Regions from separate parts of the Mus musculus genome. Here region 2 is linked to region 1. The links are chromatin contacts, called in public Hi-C maps. All regions are on one chromosome and are shown on one strand. The core of a region is the stretch at or near the end of the contact, and the rest is flanking DNA. Distances in the headings are between cores, read along the strand shown.

Region 1 (6,941 bases), core at 3,090-5,589:
GCAGCCAAACTACCATTCGTTCACATTAAATATACTCTCCTCAAAGCGTTATTTTTTTTTAATAAAGAAAATTCTCTTTGCACTCTATTACATCTTTCAGTTGCATATCCATCTTACTCTTAGCAAGTTTGATGGCTCCACCTTGTTTATCCCTTTGCAAACTTATGACCCCCATTCCCTAAGAGGCTGATGAGCTTGGCCTCAACAAGCTGTGTTGTAAGTGAGAGCTGCAGAATGCTCCACCAGAGACCGTCCACGGCATTAGTGTGGCGTTCTCTTGCCATAGTGTGCTCTCAACAACAACAAAAAAATTAAATAAAATTATAAAGCTCAAGTCAAAAGTTTTCTTTGCATTTTCAAAACCCCCCAAGACTGTAAATTATAGTTATATTTAAAATATAGTAACGAAGACTATGTAGTTTTAGTGTAAAGATGGGCAAACGGATAAATGGGAGTGAATATAGAGCCAAGAAGTTGACTGTTGCTTACAAAGTCAATTATGTCACAGCAAAATCACTGAGACAACTCAACGGGGAGAGTGTCTGCAACAAATACCACTGGGATCATGGGAAGAACGTATGGACAAACGAGGTATGTTGAACTCAACCTCACGCAACATCCAAAACCTTACTGTGAGAGGAATGGCAGGCATCAGATGCGAAAGCTAAGGTGGCCAAGCTTCTCAAAAGAAGGTTATGACATTTAGATAGGGAAAGTAAAAATTGCAGATGTGGAAAACACGAGGCATCACAAAAGATTTCAAATAGGTCTCACTGTAGTGAAAACTCTCTGCTCTCAAGCAGGCAACAAAGATACACAGAAAGACACACCCTGGTAGGTGGTATTTTAATACATAGAGCCATAAAAGAAGTTTAACTGGACTAGATAAATATGTTCTACAAATAAATTAGAAAAAAAAAACCCTTACAACCCAGTTTTCAAAAGGAAGCAAAAATCTTGACTTAGTACTTCACGAAATATGAGAAAATGAGACGTTGAAAAGAACAAAGTTGGGGAAGAGGGAGCTGGAGAAGGGAAACGTAGTATATGAGGATAAAAATACATGTATACATTACAAAGTCTTCAAACAAATAAAAATATTTATTTCAAATGTTTTAGAAGAGAAGCTGAGAGATAGTACTTTTCAAAGGGCAAAAATACAGAGCAACTGAAACTCCCATAGGTTGTTGTTCGGAATGTAAAATGACACAGACTCTTTAGGAAAGTTACTGGCACTTTTTAAAAATTTAAATTAAATTTAATATATTATTATTTTATTCATTTACATTCTAGTCATTGTCTCCCAGTCTCTCTCCCACAAGTACTCATCCCACTCCTTCTCCCCCTTGCCTCAAGAGGGTGCTCCTCCCCCACCAGGCCTCCCCTTCCCTGGGACCTCAAGTTTCTCAGGATTAAATGCATCTTCTTCCACTGAGGCCAGACCAGGCAGAACTCTGATATATTTGTGCCAGAGGCCCCGGACTGGCCGGTTTATGCTCCTAGTTGCTGACTTAGTCTCTGGGAGCTCCCAGGGGTCTGGTTTAGTTGATACAGTTGGTCTTCCAATGGGGTTGCTCTCCTCTTCAGCTTCTTTAGTCCTTTCCTAATTCAACGGTAGACATCCATGACTTCAGTCCAATGGTTGGGTGTAAGTATCACCAACCAAGGAGTACACATGGAGGGAGCCATGGATCCAGCCACATATGTAGCAGAGGATGGTCTTGTCAGGCATCAATGGGAAAAGACGTCCTTGGTCCTGTGAAGGCTTGAGGCCCTAGTATAGGGGAATGTGAGGGCAGGTAGGAGGGAGTGGGTGGGTGGGGTCACACCCTCATAGAAGCAGGAGGAAGGGGGATGGGATACAGGGATTCTGGTGGGGGTGGGGGAATCAGGAAAGTGGCTAATATTTGAAATGTAAATAAATAAAATATCCAATAAGAAAGAAAGAAGGAAAGAAAGAAAGAATCTAATAAAAAGAAAAAAGAAAGTATCTGCCCCAGTTTGAGTCAGCTGCTGGTAGGACCTCCAGAGGACAGCCAGCCAGTCTCCTGTCTGTAAGCACACCAAAGAATCAGTAATAGTGTCAGGCCTTGGTGCTCCCCACCCCCATGAGATGGATCCCAAGTTGGGCCAGTCACTGGACTGCCTTGTCTTCAGTCTCTTCTTCATTTTAGTCCCTGAAGTTCTTTCAGACAGGAACAATTCTGGGTCAGATATTTTGATGACAACCCCATCCCTCCACTTGATGCCCTCCCTGTCTATCTACTGGAAGTAGGGAATCCCTTTTCCCCAAATGTTGGGCATTTTGGCTAGGGTCACCCCATTGAGTCCTGAGAGTTTCACCTTCTGGGTCTCCAGTACTTTCTAGAGGGTCCCCCACCCTCTGCTGCCCATTTCCATTCATTCTCCTGGCCCTCTGGGCTTCTCTCCTGCCCCCCTCTCCCATACGGGATCCTGTTCCCCCTTCCCCAGCACTGTCTTATAGGGTTGCATATACATTGATCTTAAGATCTAGAAATTCCTCTCCTATGTCCTTACATAAATGGGACTGGAAGAAAACAGGCATCCAGGAAAACATTTGCTGGAACAAATGCTTAGAGCTGCTTTATTCTCAACAGTCAAAGCCTGGGAAAAACCCAGGTTTCCACACAGAGGAGAATTAATAAGCAAACTGCAGTACGTACATAAACATGATACCGAACGCTAACATAGGAGAGAGCGAAGCAGCAATGTGGATGAGTTGCAAGAGTTTGTTAAGCAGAAAAATCTATGTGTTCATGGAAACAAAACAAAACAACAACAACAACAAAAAACCAAAACCAAAAGAAAAACAACCGTTCTCGTGGTCTCGTGAAGCCAAAGACCCAGCAAAGCTAAGCTACCACACTGGAGATGTGGGCAGTGAGAACTGCTTACCAGGAGACGCAGGGGACTCTCTGGGCTGCTGGAAACAGACCCCACTGGGAGTCGGCTATGTGGATTTACACACTCATCAAAATCGGTCAAATTGTATCCTTCTGAACGGTTCGTTTTAATTTTACTAAATCCGTAATGGAGAGATATTCAAATGCCATTGTGATTGCAGTTGTGAAAAAGCAAGCAAATAGGGGTGCTTGACATAAGGGAGGCACAGACTCGAGGTGCAGAGCAGAGCTTAAATCACACTGCAGTAGAATGAGACTGCACAGACTTCACAAAGCAGAGGAACCACAAGTTCGTGTTACTCTCTTCTGTCAGCATAGCTGGGCTCGAAATCTAAGGTCCAGCTGACCTAGGATATAATGAAGCAGGTGGGAAAAAATAAGCTGAAACAACATGAAGTTGATTGCATAACTAAATCTAAAGGAAGGGTACATGGATTTATTTACGAGAGAGAGAGAGAGAGAGAGAGAGAGAGAGAGAGAGAGAGAGAGAGAGAGAGAGAGAGTAAAAGTAAGTGAATTTCTTAGAAAAGTGAGAGAGGACAAATGTGAAGGGAAACATTCCATGTTGCACCAGCCGGGGGTTGGGGGTGTGTGTGTGTGTGAACATTCCATGTTGCACCCGAGGCAGAATGATGCAGGACAGTTCCAAGCAATAGGAAGAATGGTTTAGGCTAGACTTTTAGAAAGACATTAGTGATTGGAAATGCTCTTACCTCCTGAAGGTCCGTTACAACGACAGCCTTGTCCCCTGAAGCACTAGAAAGGTCTCTTGCCAGTGATGTTTGCTCTTCACTCGCTGTGCCTTTTAAACTTGACATAGCGCGTGGCACAGCCCGTGTTGAGCGTCCAGGGAGAGGAGAATCCAGGGAAGATTATTTTTGTTTTGTTTTGTTGTTTTGATCAACAATATGTATCTATTTTCCAATTCTGGGATCCCTGGCTTCAAAAGGCTAAAACACATTCTTTCGTATGTTTGGGAGTCTATGAAGCATCCCCAGAATGCCACATTAGTATGTAGCTCTCCAGAGTGTGGCCTCATAACACCAAATGTCGGTCACAGTGGATGTCCATGGACATTATCACACTTTGCTTTGACAGCATGTGGGTTGGCGGTTTTTTTGTTTTTTTGTTTTTTACAGGAAGAGTCTGTCCACAAAGGTTAAGACAGTTGCCAGCTGAGTGCAGGCACTGCCTGAGGCCAGCCAGAGCTTCCTTCAGCTGCAAGAACAACATGGTGGATGGCTTCATTAACAGGCTGTTTGAACAGCATTTTCACACTCAGAGATTTAAAAAAAAAAAACAAAAAACAAACAAACAAACAAAAAAACGCTCTCAAGAGTTTGATTAGGTCTCCTGGTGAATATTGCATCCCAGCTGGGAAAGCACACAGGAAGACAGTATAAACAACCCTCCCCTAAACTGTCTGGACTCTGTTCAGTGGGATGGGTGTCTGCAGAAGATAGGCTGTGCCCAGCACCTTCCTCTCCTGCATGTAGTTTGCTGTTGCAGTTGGGTCCCTTCACCATGGGGGGAGAGGGGGACAACTGAGTTCTCTCACAATCTCAAATTATAACACACATATGTTATTAAATTATATCAGTATTTACTTATTAAACATCTACTTTTAGGACTTAAAAAAAAAAGCTTCCTTCTTAAAAGCCCAAACTTTACATGAGTGTAAAATTAAAAGGTTTACAAATAAGTGTGTTTGGCTGTATTGTATGGTGAGCTTACGTTATGGTTTAAAACAATCTTTGAAGTGTATCGGCCCTTACATGTCCTCAAGATCTAGAGGATCAGGTCCCTCATTTGCATTTCTGTATTTGCTTTGGCTCAAAATAGATTTGATTAAAAAACAAAATTTGGCAGAAGATTAATCCACAATGGGATTTTATTGCTTCTGTTATTTAAAAAACACCAGTGTTTTTGCTTTGAGGTGCGCTTAACTCGGAGCACAGCAGTTACTTTTTTTACACCCGTCTCGGTTTACTTGCCTTTGTGTCTGCCCACCGACTTCCATGTTTGTTCTGCATGTGTTGAAAGTATGAGCTCTAATTTACTCTTCCCATTTACTAGGAAGCACAATTTAGCACCACTTTCCTTGGCCAGCATGTGACAAACAACTCTTTGTAGTTACTCTGTGTGTGTGTGTGTGTGTGTGTGTGTGTGTGTGTGTGTGTGTGTGTGTGTGTATGTGTGTGGTACAATGTATCACACACACAAAAAAACAAAACAAAACAAAACAAATCAAAAACCCCAAACAAACAAAAAAAACCCAGTCTGTTTGCCTGGAAGTGCACAGAACAGACAGGAGAACGTTGAGAAGAGAACAGTTAGGGTTGAAAGGCCAGACTCTAATTGCCCACCGCACTATTTCTGGGATGTCTGCTACAGGAGCTGGACTTTGGTGTAGTTGACTTGGATTTCCATTTTGTTTCCTATGATGCGTTGACTAGTATTTTCTGTGTACAACTCTAGAGTCAAGCAAGGCTCAAGACTGGAAGGGAAGTTTGGCTCTTAGATTTATGGTCTAAGTTAGCTTTGTACTTGAAACACATAAAATGGGTCTGAGGAAGCTGTTTCTTTTTATCTGTGGGTACTACATAACATAGCCCCCATCATGGCCCATCATTCTTTGTCTGTGTTACATGTGTGTGCATATATGTATCTAGGCTTCAGTACATCCATGTGGTATCTATTTGCGTACACATATCTAAACATGATGGAAGATGGCCGCCAAATATCTAAGCCAATATCTAATTCAGACATCTGTAAGTCTCTTTGCTTATCTTCATGGAAAGACCTTTGAGATTTCAAGAGTTCATGCAACTCCACAAGCACCTGGTGTCACTCTGGACAAGTCGTCTATCTCCGTGAGCGAATTTTGCCACTGTGTGAGTGAACTGGGAGTCATTTAATCAGTCTTTTGTCAGCGAACACTGGACATTCTCTTGTACATGCGGAAGCAACTAGAAGATACGCATTGGAGGGGGCGCTGCTGGTGGCAGGCAGTGGGCATACCCCACTTGATGAGCTGATCCCAAGTCCTTCCTGCGATGGTTCGACCATATCGCAAGGCAAGTGCTACTTCATGAAGGTTTTCATTACTTTGAAGTTATGCTTCACACTTTTCCATAGAAACTGGAAGTACCTGGAAGGATAAAGACTTTCCACAGAGATGTTCTTGCATCTTCTCACTTGTTTTCAGGGCTCTTTGGGACCATTGCTCTTACATGTGAGAGCATGATGGTTGCCTGCCGTGCTCTCTCTCTCTCTCTCTCTCTCTCCCTCCCTCCCTCCCTCCTTCCCTCCTTCCTCCCTCCCTCCCTCCCTCCCTCCCTCCTTCCTTCCTTCCTTCCTCCCTTCCTCCCTTCCCCAGTAGATTAAATACTGTGAGGACTAGGAGGTAAGTGTAGTTGCTTACCCAGTGCCTGCATCTGATTCACTTCTAGCAACATCACCTTGGTTTCTCTTTTAAGTATCTCCTACCACTTTGTCAATCCATGCAGTTGCCCACTCCCTTCCCCAGAAAGACCACACATCCCAGCATCTGCATATAGGTTGGCTAAGAGGGATGCAGGTTGAGTCCCAAACATCACACTGAGACAGTTTTGCAGCTTCTGTAAAAAAAGGTCACCAGGCAACTGCGTGGACCCAAGTTGACTGGCATCGGACCCAACTCAAAAGGAAGGACAAGCAAATTGAGAGGGAGACATATTCTGCATTCAGCTGTCCAGACACAGCTAAATCTCCATGGCTTTCACCTAGGTAAACTAACTAAGAGAAACTCCCTGTCCCAACTTCCTGTCCCGACTTACACAAGAATCATCTATTGCTCGCCCATACCGGGATTAACAGTAGAGGAGTAAGCGTGTTCTAGGAATGCTTCCATTTGTATGTGAATGATCCTGACGGTAGGAAATCTCAGGGTTACCCTCTAGTCATCTTTAATATGTGATGGGAAAATAAACAAGAAAATTTCAAGCTTCCTCAGAAGAAGTTAGCAATATTAAACCC
Region 2 (6,941 bases), core at 1,143-3,642, 450 kb after region 1:
GAGTGTCAATAGAAAGATGCCCAGATAGATATCCAGCTCGTGGGATTAGCAAAGGAACATAAAACAACTGCTGGAATCATGGATATGTAGCCAAAGAGGAACACGGTCACGACAAATGGATAGATGGATGATTTTAGGAGAGAAGTGGACACCATCGAAAAGAATGAAACAGTATTCTAGAGTAGAAAATATACATCTGAAATCTAAAAAGAAAATCTACCAATTAACATTTGTTCCCACTGGATATTTGCAGAGTAACTAAGAGCACGGGGGGAATCGGGGAAGGCTAGGGTTCTACCGGGAACCTCGCACAGGCTAGGCAATCTCGTCTCTCGTCTCTATCATTGACATGCACTCCTAAACCCTCACTGTACATTTCATTTGGAGACTAAGTTGCCCAAACTGGACTTGAACTTGTGACAACACCCTGCTCTGGCCTCCCAAATATCTGGTATTACAAGACCATGTTCTTATTTCTGTAGTTTACAATCGAAAGAACAACGTGAGCGTGCTATAGGAGACTATCATGCAACCCAGTCAAAATCCTGGAGAACAGGTGAGAAACCAACCGTCGGGCAGAAACAGGAACGAGGGCTGAGGCCATGGCTCTGCCAGACATCATCAGCCGATCACGTGCACGGCTTTGATTTGATCCCAGCACCGGGGAGAGGATGGAGGGAGAGAGACAGGAAGGGAAAGGAACGACGATCCTTAGATACGTCCTGGTCAGGTCGGGTAGGAGGCAGCGGGTGCACCAGGAGGTGACTCAGTGGGTATGGGCTCTTCCCACCAAGTCCAAGGATCTGGGTTCAATCACCAGATCAGATAGCAGAAGAGAGAAATGACTTCTGCTGCCCTCTGACTATTTGCGAGTGGTGACACAGATACATACATATGCACATACAGAGAGACAGACAGACAGACAGACAGACACACACACACACACACACACACACACACACACACACACATATGTGATTGGGAGCACTAGTTGCTCTTGCAGAGAACCAAGGTTCAGTTCCTGGGATGGCCCATAACCACCTCCACTGCCAGCTTTGAAGGACGTGATGCCCTCTTCTGGCCTCTGTGGGCACTTGCATGCATGAGGTACCATATAGACAAGTAAGTACAACATAAACAAAAATAAATTTAAAAAAATTAAAATTAAAAAGCAAACAGTCTCCCCCCGCCCCACCCCCGCCCATTCATTGTTAAACTATGTTTTTATCTGGATTATTTTTGGCTGTAAATATGAAACGTAAAGCAGAAGCATGCACATAAATGCCACATATCAACGTGGGTAGCGTGGTGAGACAAGTGTCCTTCACTTCCACAGAAGTGACTGCCGAGGAGGACGGGTGGGGTGTGCTTTCCCCTTAGGAGTCTGGGAGGGCTAGGCTTGATTGGAAGGATCTGGAATTACAGAGGGAAACATCTGGGTTTGCCTGTTGACAGGCTTGCTAGGTTAGGCTAACTGAGGTGGGTCACCGCCCATGTAAGTGGCACCGTCCTACCGTCTATGGCCAGGGACACATAAAGAGTGAGTCCTTCCGGGCGGTGGTGGCTCACGCCTTTAATTCCAGCACTTCAGAGGCAGAGGCAGGCGGATTTCTGAGTTCGAGGCCAGCCTGGTCTACAGAGTGAGTTCCAGGACAGCCAGGGCTACACAGAGAAACCCTGTCTCGAAAAACAGAACAACAACAAAAAAAAAAGAGTCCTGACGGAGCATCCATACGCATCTCTCCCTGCTCCCTGAGGCCAGCGGCATGTGCCTCATGTCACCCACATCACCGAGAGGCCGTCCCTTCCTGACAGACTCCACTCTCTAACTGGGAGAAGAACTAAAGCGGAAGACTCATAACTAATGAAGTATCCGGCTGCCATTTTCACAGAAACCTTCTAGAGACCCCCGTCTAACAGTCCTGCCAATACAGGTGTGAACACCTCCTGATCACACTGCAGATTCCTCACCAACTCACCCTTACCGCTGTCGACCCTCAGTGTGAGGCTTCTCCCAGAATGCCTCAGGCCTGTGCGCTTGGATTCCTCAGTCGATTCTCCCTCGTCCCCTGTCACCAGGCTCAGCACACTAGTCCCCATGACTCCCTATCGTATTGAGACCACTGGGTCAAGGCAGAGCAGCAGCATGTAGACCCCTGAGGGACCTTCAGAGTGCAGTGTTCGTGACCCCACCCCAGTCTGTTAGATAAGGTGGCTTCCAGGTAAGCGGGGCATTACTGGGACAGGCAGCTATGCAGGGCGACTGCATAGCTCGCTGAAGCAGAGGCCACCTGGATTTTCCCGATGTTACTGGCTGGAGATGCTTAGTAATGCTGTCACGCCCTCTTCATGATTGCACAACTAAAAGCGGCTGTGCTGTTTCTCAAAGGGAGGCTGCAGGGACTGCCCAATATCCTCCAGCGATAAGATGAGCATAACGGGAGAATAACGGCTGCACCAGGCCAGGCTTGTGCCCTCTCATTCCGGAGAGAGAAACTGGTTCAGGGAAATGAAAAACCGCAGACAAAACCAACAACCTGCCTCTCGCTATAGTCTGATAGTCTGGCACCTTAGGGATTTCTTTTCTGTTTTGCTTTATCTGACTGTCTATGGCTAGCAGATCTGTCCAGCTCTGAAGGACGACGCAACATTCACCTGCATGAGGTACCTGATAGATGGCTTTCCTTTCACCCCACTTCTACCAGAGGCCACAGCTAAGGCATCAGACATGCACACGCTGACTAGCCTCGCCTGTCTGGCCGTGAGGATATGCATGTGACCCCACCTGACTCCCCCACTTCGGGGAAGGGCCCTGGGATCCATGCTCTGAGGTCATGCTGAGTGTCAGTCACACATGACGATCCCAGAGAGTGCAATTCATCAGGAGCCGCCACATTCCCTCGCCTCTCCCACTTCCAGGACAGAGACGAGGTTTGCTCAAAGCCACCGTGGGTCCCTGAGGTCGGACTCTCTAAAGGCTTGGGAGCCCAGGTCAAAGCATGGACAACCACGCTCTGCAACCATAGGATGTCAGAAAAGATGCTAGACGCAGGATCTCAGGGCTCCCCGGGTGTCCATGGTACTCGGGAACGTTTTAGAAAGCCTAATTATGAGCTAAGAAGAAGTGTTTTGACGAGTACGAGCCATCAGTACAGGGTGACAGCAAACCCGCACCACTGAACCGGCTCCACGGTTAACTGCCACTGCACAGCTCACGGCAGTCTGTCCGAAGCGAAAAGACAGCTCCACAAGACAGCAGAAAGACCTCTCTCTCATGCACACCCTTCTGCCACCAATTCCTACGTTTGAAGAGAAGCCCCATGAGGGGGAAAGAGAAGGAGAGGCCGCAGCAATCCTAGTGAAGCTGAGTTATAGGCAACAGTGTGAGAAAGCCCAAAAAGATAAGGTTGGTGAGAAGAGAACCTTTCAGGGAGGGACAAGGAGACAAGCGGCTACGGTCCTCTAAGAATCCTGGTATGTTTTTCTTTCTGGTTTGCCTCTAAAACACAAAACTACAAAATGGGTTTATATCTTATTTCTTCTGGAAAACAGCATGTTTAATAATGAAAATTTACATGTGAACTCAAAACCGACTCCTGTATAACAACTATATGCACAATCATTTTGGACTATATGTTCAGTATTTTTTTCATCATATGCCTTCTGTCAGGACAAAAGAGCAACTGGATAGAGCAATGTGACAGTGCCTGACTTACCATGGCGTATAATGGCATATAGTTTTACTGAGAATCAGTCAAAAGGAAAATACTGGGCCTGCGAGGTGGCTTGTGGGTAAAAGCGGCAGTTTCCAAGACAAGCTGAGTGATCCCTTGGAACCCCAATGCTGGAAGGGAGTGGGGAGCCCCGGAAACTGTAATCTGACCCCCAAACATGCACGGTAACGTGTGTGTGTGTGTGTGTGTGTGTGTGCACGTGTGAGTGCATGAGTGTATGTCTGTGTATGTATGTCTGTGTGTGTATGTGTATGTGCACATGTGTCTATGTGTGCATTTCTCTGCATGTGTCTTGTGTGTGTTTGCATGTGCCTGGCATGCTTGTGAGTCTGTGGTGTGTGTGTGTGTGTGTGTGTGTGTGTGTGTATGTGTATGTGTGTGTATGAATGCAATTTTACTTTTCACCCTAAGGTTGTGTGTTTACTAAAGTATCACTCTTGTGTGGGTGGCTGGTCACCCATCATAAACTATAAGTAACAATGCAGACGTTTTAATATTGCAAAATGAGTGGTTCCCTCACTCATTCCTGTCCCTCAAAGCCATGTTTGAAGCTTTGAGGACGCCTGTAAGTAATAAATCAGTAGGGAGCATTGCTTCTGCCAAGAGAGAAAAAGAACAATGGACTTCAGGCCATGCAGTCTAAGTACTGCACACTGCACCGTGTACCACACTTCTCAGAAGCACCAATCCCTAACCTTTCCCAAGAAGAAGAACAAGGCCATGGAGAGAAAGGCCCAGCACAGGTGGCCCTCTACAGGAAACTCGGCACAGGTGGCCCCCTACAGGAAACACGGCACAGGTGGCCCTCTATAGGAAACACGGCACAGGTGGCCCTCTACAGGAAACACGGCACAGGTGGCCCTCTACAGGGAACACAACACAGGTGGCCTTCTACAAGGAACACAGCACAGGTGGCCCTCTACAGGAAACACAGCACAGGTGGCCCTCTACAGGGAACACAGCACAGGTGGCCCTCTACAGGAAACACGGCACAGGTGGCCCTCTACAGGAAACACGGCACAGGTGGCCCTCTACAGGGAACACAGCACAGGTGGCCTTCTACAGGGAACACAGCACAGGTGGCCCTCTACAGGAAACATGGTCATTTTCAAGTTACTTTTTCCAAACCCTGTATCTCCCCACTCCTTCGGGCTCAAAGACTAGTTTATCAAGCAGATGTAGATAGACTAACATCTGTAACCTCCTGGAGATGGGGACAGAGACAATAACTGTCTGCTACTAATGAGTCCCTGGGGAGTGCAGGGGAAGAGACGAGGACATACAAACAGGTAAGATGGTGCTTTCTCAGAGCTTAGAGCAGACAGGAAAGAATCTCTGAAACCCTTTCCTTTTTCTCGAAGGAGCAGCAGACACGTCATCACGACCACTCATGTGGCCGCACTGCCATTTTCCCACAGGAACTGGTCCTGAAGAGTCATGACCAAGTTCATTACTCAAAGTGATACTGATATATATATATATATATATATATATATATATATATATATACACCAGCTGTAAAAGGACAACCACTCCAGGAGTCCGTTAAATCAGGTGCTTGGAGAGTGGTCCAGCTCACAGAGCTAGAAATCAGGATGGTGGTTGCTAGGGACCAGGGTGGAATGGAGAGTGGGAGTCGGTATCCAGTGCCTACAGAGGTTTGGGTTTGCAAGATGAAAGGGATTCCAGGAACAATGGCAGCGGTGGCTACAGAATGTGGTGAGTGCGGCATATCTGGGCGGGCTGTGTTTGAAACGATCCGTGTATTGGATCAAGACTTTGTTTTGTGCTTTGAATGTTCTGAAAACAAGCCAACTCACCTTTGAGAACCGGAAAGGAGATAGCCACCCGCTACAAACATTAAACCCAGAAAGGTGCCTTAAAAGCTGGAACAGGATGGAAATTCATTTCAGTCAGTGAAGTGATGATTTTACTGTCAGAAATGTTTTAACATCATTTGCTGTGACTTCAGAGTGAACACAGGCAAAAAAAAATTAAAATAAAAAGGGCAGAGTTGAAGCTGTAGTGTCCCTTTCAAGGAGGCCATATCTGTTCCCACAAGACCCTCAAGTACTGTGCCTGTCACCTTCCACGACAACAGCAGTGTGACTCAAGACAAAACCTATGGACCCTCTTCTGACACATGTGGTCACTCCGTCTGCCCCGAGGGAAGGTAAGGACTATGCCCAGCAAGTCCTGCCACCGTACCCTGCACTATACAGACAGAGCTTCCAGCTCTGTAGTTTATAAACATCTGGACTAACAAGCCCATACCACACCAGCCCACTCCTCCTGCTCCACCATAAAAGGCAACAGAGCAGGACCACTATGAGGCCAGTGTTTGCAGATAACAGAAAGCAGGCAGCGTGCAAGACTCCGAGATAAAGGACTCTGGTGTTCGGCATCCCACAATGCACAGGGCAGCACCGCCTGAGGAGAGAACACTAATGATGTGCCTTAGAGGCTCACAGAGTGAGCACTTGGTCTCCACAAAGTGGCACGTTTCTGATGTTCTGCAAGCTGTAGCTGTGGCCTACTCAAGGAACAAGGTCACTAGGAGAGGCAACGCAGGGGAGGCAGTTGGGGAAACACGGAGACAGATGACTGTGTCCAAACTCATAAGCCAAAATAACCCCACCACCACCACCCGCTTGAATCTGTTCCTGACAGACATTCAACACAACAGCAGCAGCAAACCTCCAGCAGACAGAGCTGACGTAAAGGAACCCTACCTGAGAACAAACTAACCTCGGCCCAGAAAAACTAAGGCCAGGCCTCCCGAGAGCCTCAAACACACAAGACTGGAAAGCGGAGTCCTATTCAGCTACAGTTGGTGAAGGGAGCTGCTGCCCATCCTCTGGCTCCTCCGTGAGTCCTAAGACAAGCGAGTCTAATTTATGCCATTTTAAAGATTGGGAAACCAAGGCTGGGAGAAATTAACATGCTCCCCTATCTAAAATGTTTACAATTTGAAACAGGGAAAAAAATGAGACTGAAATTCAGGTCTAGTAACTCTTGTCATCCCAGGTTTACAATGTCCACTTACCTGACATGCCACTGTGCCTCTTATCAGGACCTGGACAACTTGACTCAGCTCCTAGGCACGCCTTCACAGGAGAACCAGCCCATCTAAGACTCTCCCTCCAGGCTGACAGAAGTGCATGACTGAGCTATGTGCCTGCAATCCGGCAAATCCAGCCCTGTCAC

What was found. Hi-C and Micro-C count contacts between places; a contact is called where the count stands out from the background.
Region 2: a Hi-C map of the G1E-ER4 cell line shows a contact between it and region 1, with 3 times the contacts expected there. The contact joins two enhancer-like sites. A contact is called at or near these places in 1 of 484 Hi-C or Micro-C datasets (the G1E-ER4 cell line) and 3 of 115 datasets of contacts at active chromatin or transcription factors (acute myeloid leukemia, embryonic basal ganglia and embryonic hindbrain).

The regions. Positions count from the first base shown.
Region 1 is chr14:118,184,227-118,191,167 of GRCm38.p6, forward strand. No RefSeq gene overlaps it. Among named protein-coding and RNA genes, the nearest start is that of 4933431J24Rik, 23 kb to the right of the region's middle. Within about 2 kb of position 4,340, at least 5 of the 459 cell types and tissues checked have an H3K27ac peak or open chromatin away from gene starts, as enhancers often do. A contact at or near this core is called in the G1E-ER4 cell line, where this site is marked.
Region 2 is chr14:118,636,254-118,643,194 of GRCm38.p6, forward strand. All of the region lies in intron 4 of Abcc4 (ATP-binding cassette, sub-family C (CFTR/MRP), member 4), which reads right to left. It overlaps Gm52104 (a long non-coding RNA gene), which reads left to right and starts at 6,541. Exons shown (of 3, transcript XR_003951097.1): 1 at 6,541-6,602; 2 at 6,808-6,941. Within about 2 kb of position 2,393, at least 15 of the 459 cell types and tissues checked have an H3K27ac peak or open chromatin away from gene starts, as enhancers often do. A contact at or near this core is called in the G1E-ER4 cell line, where this site is marked.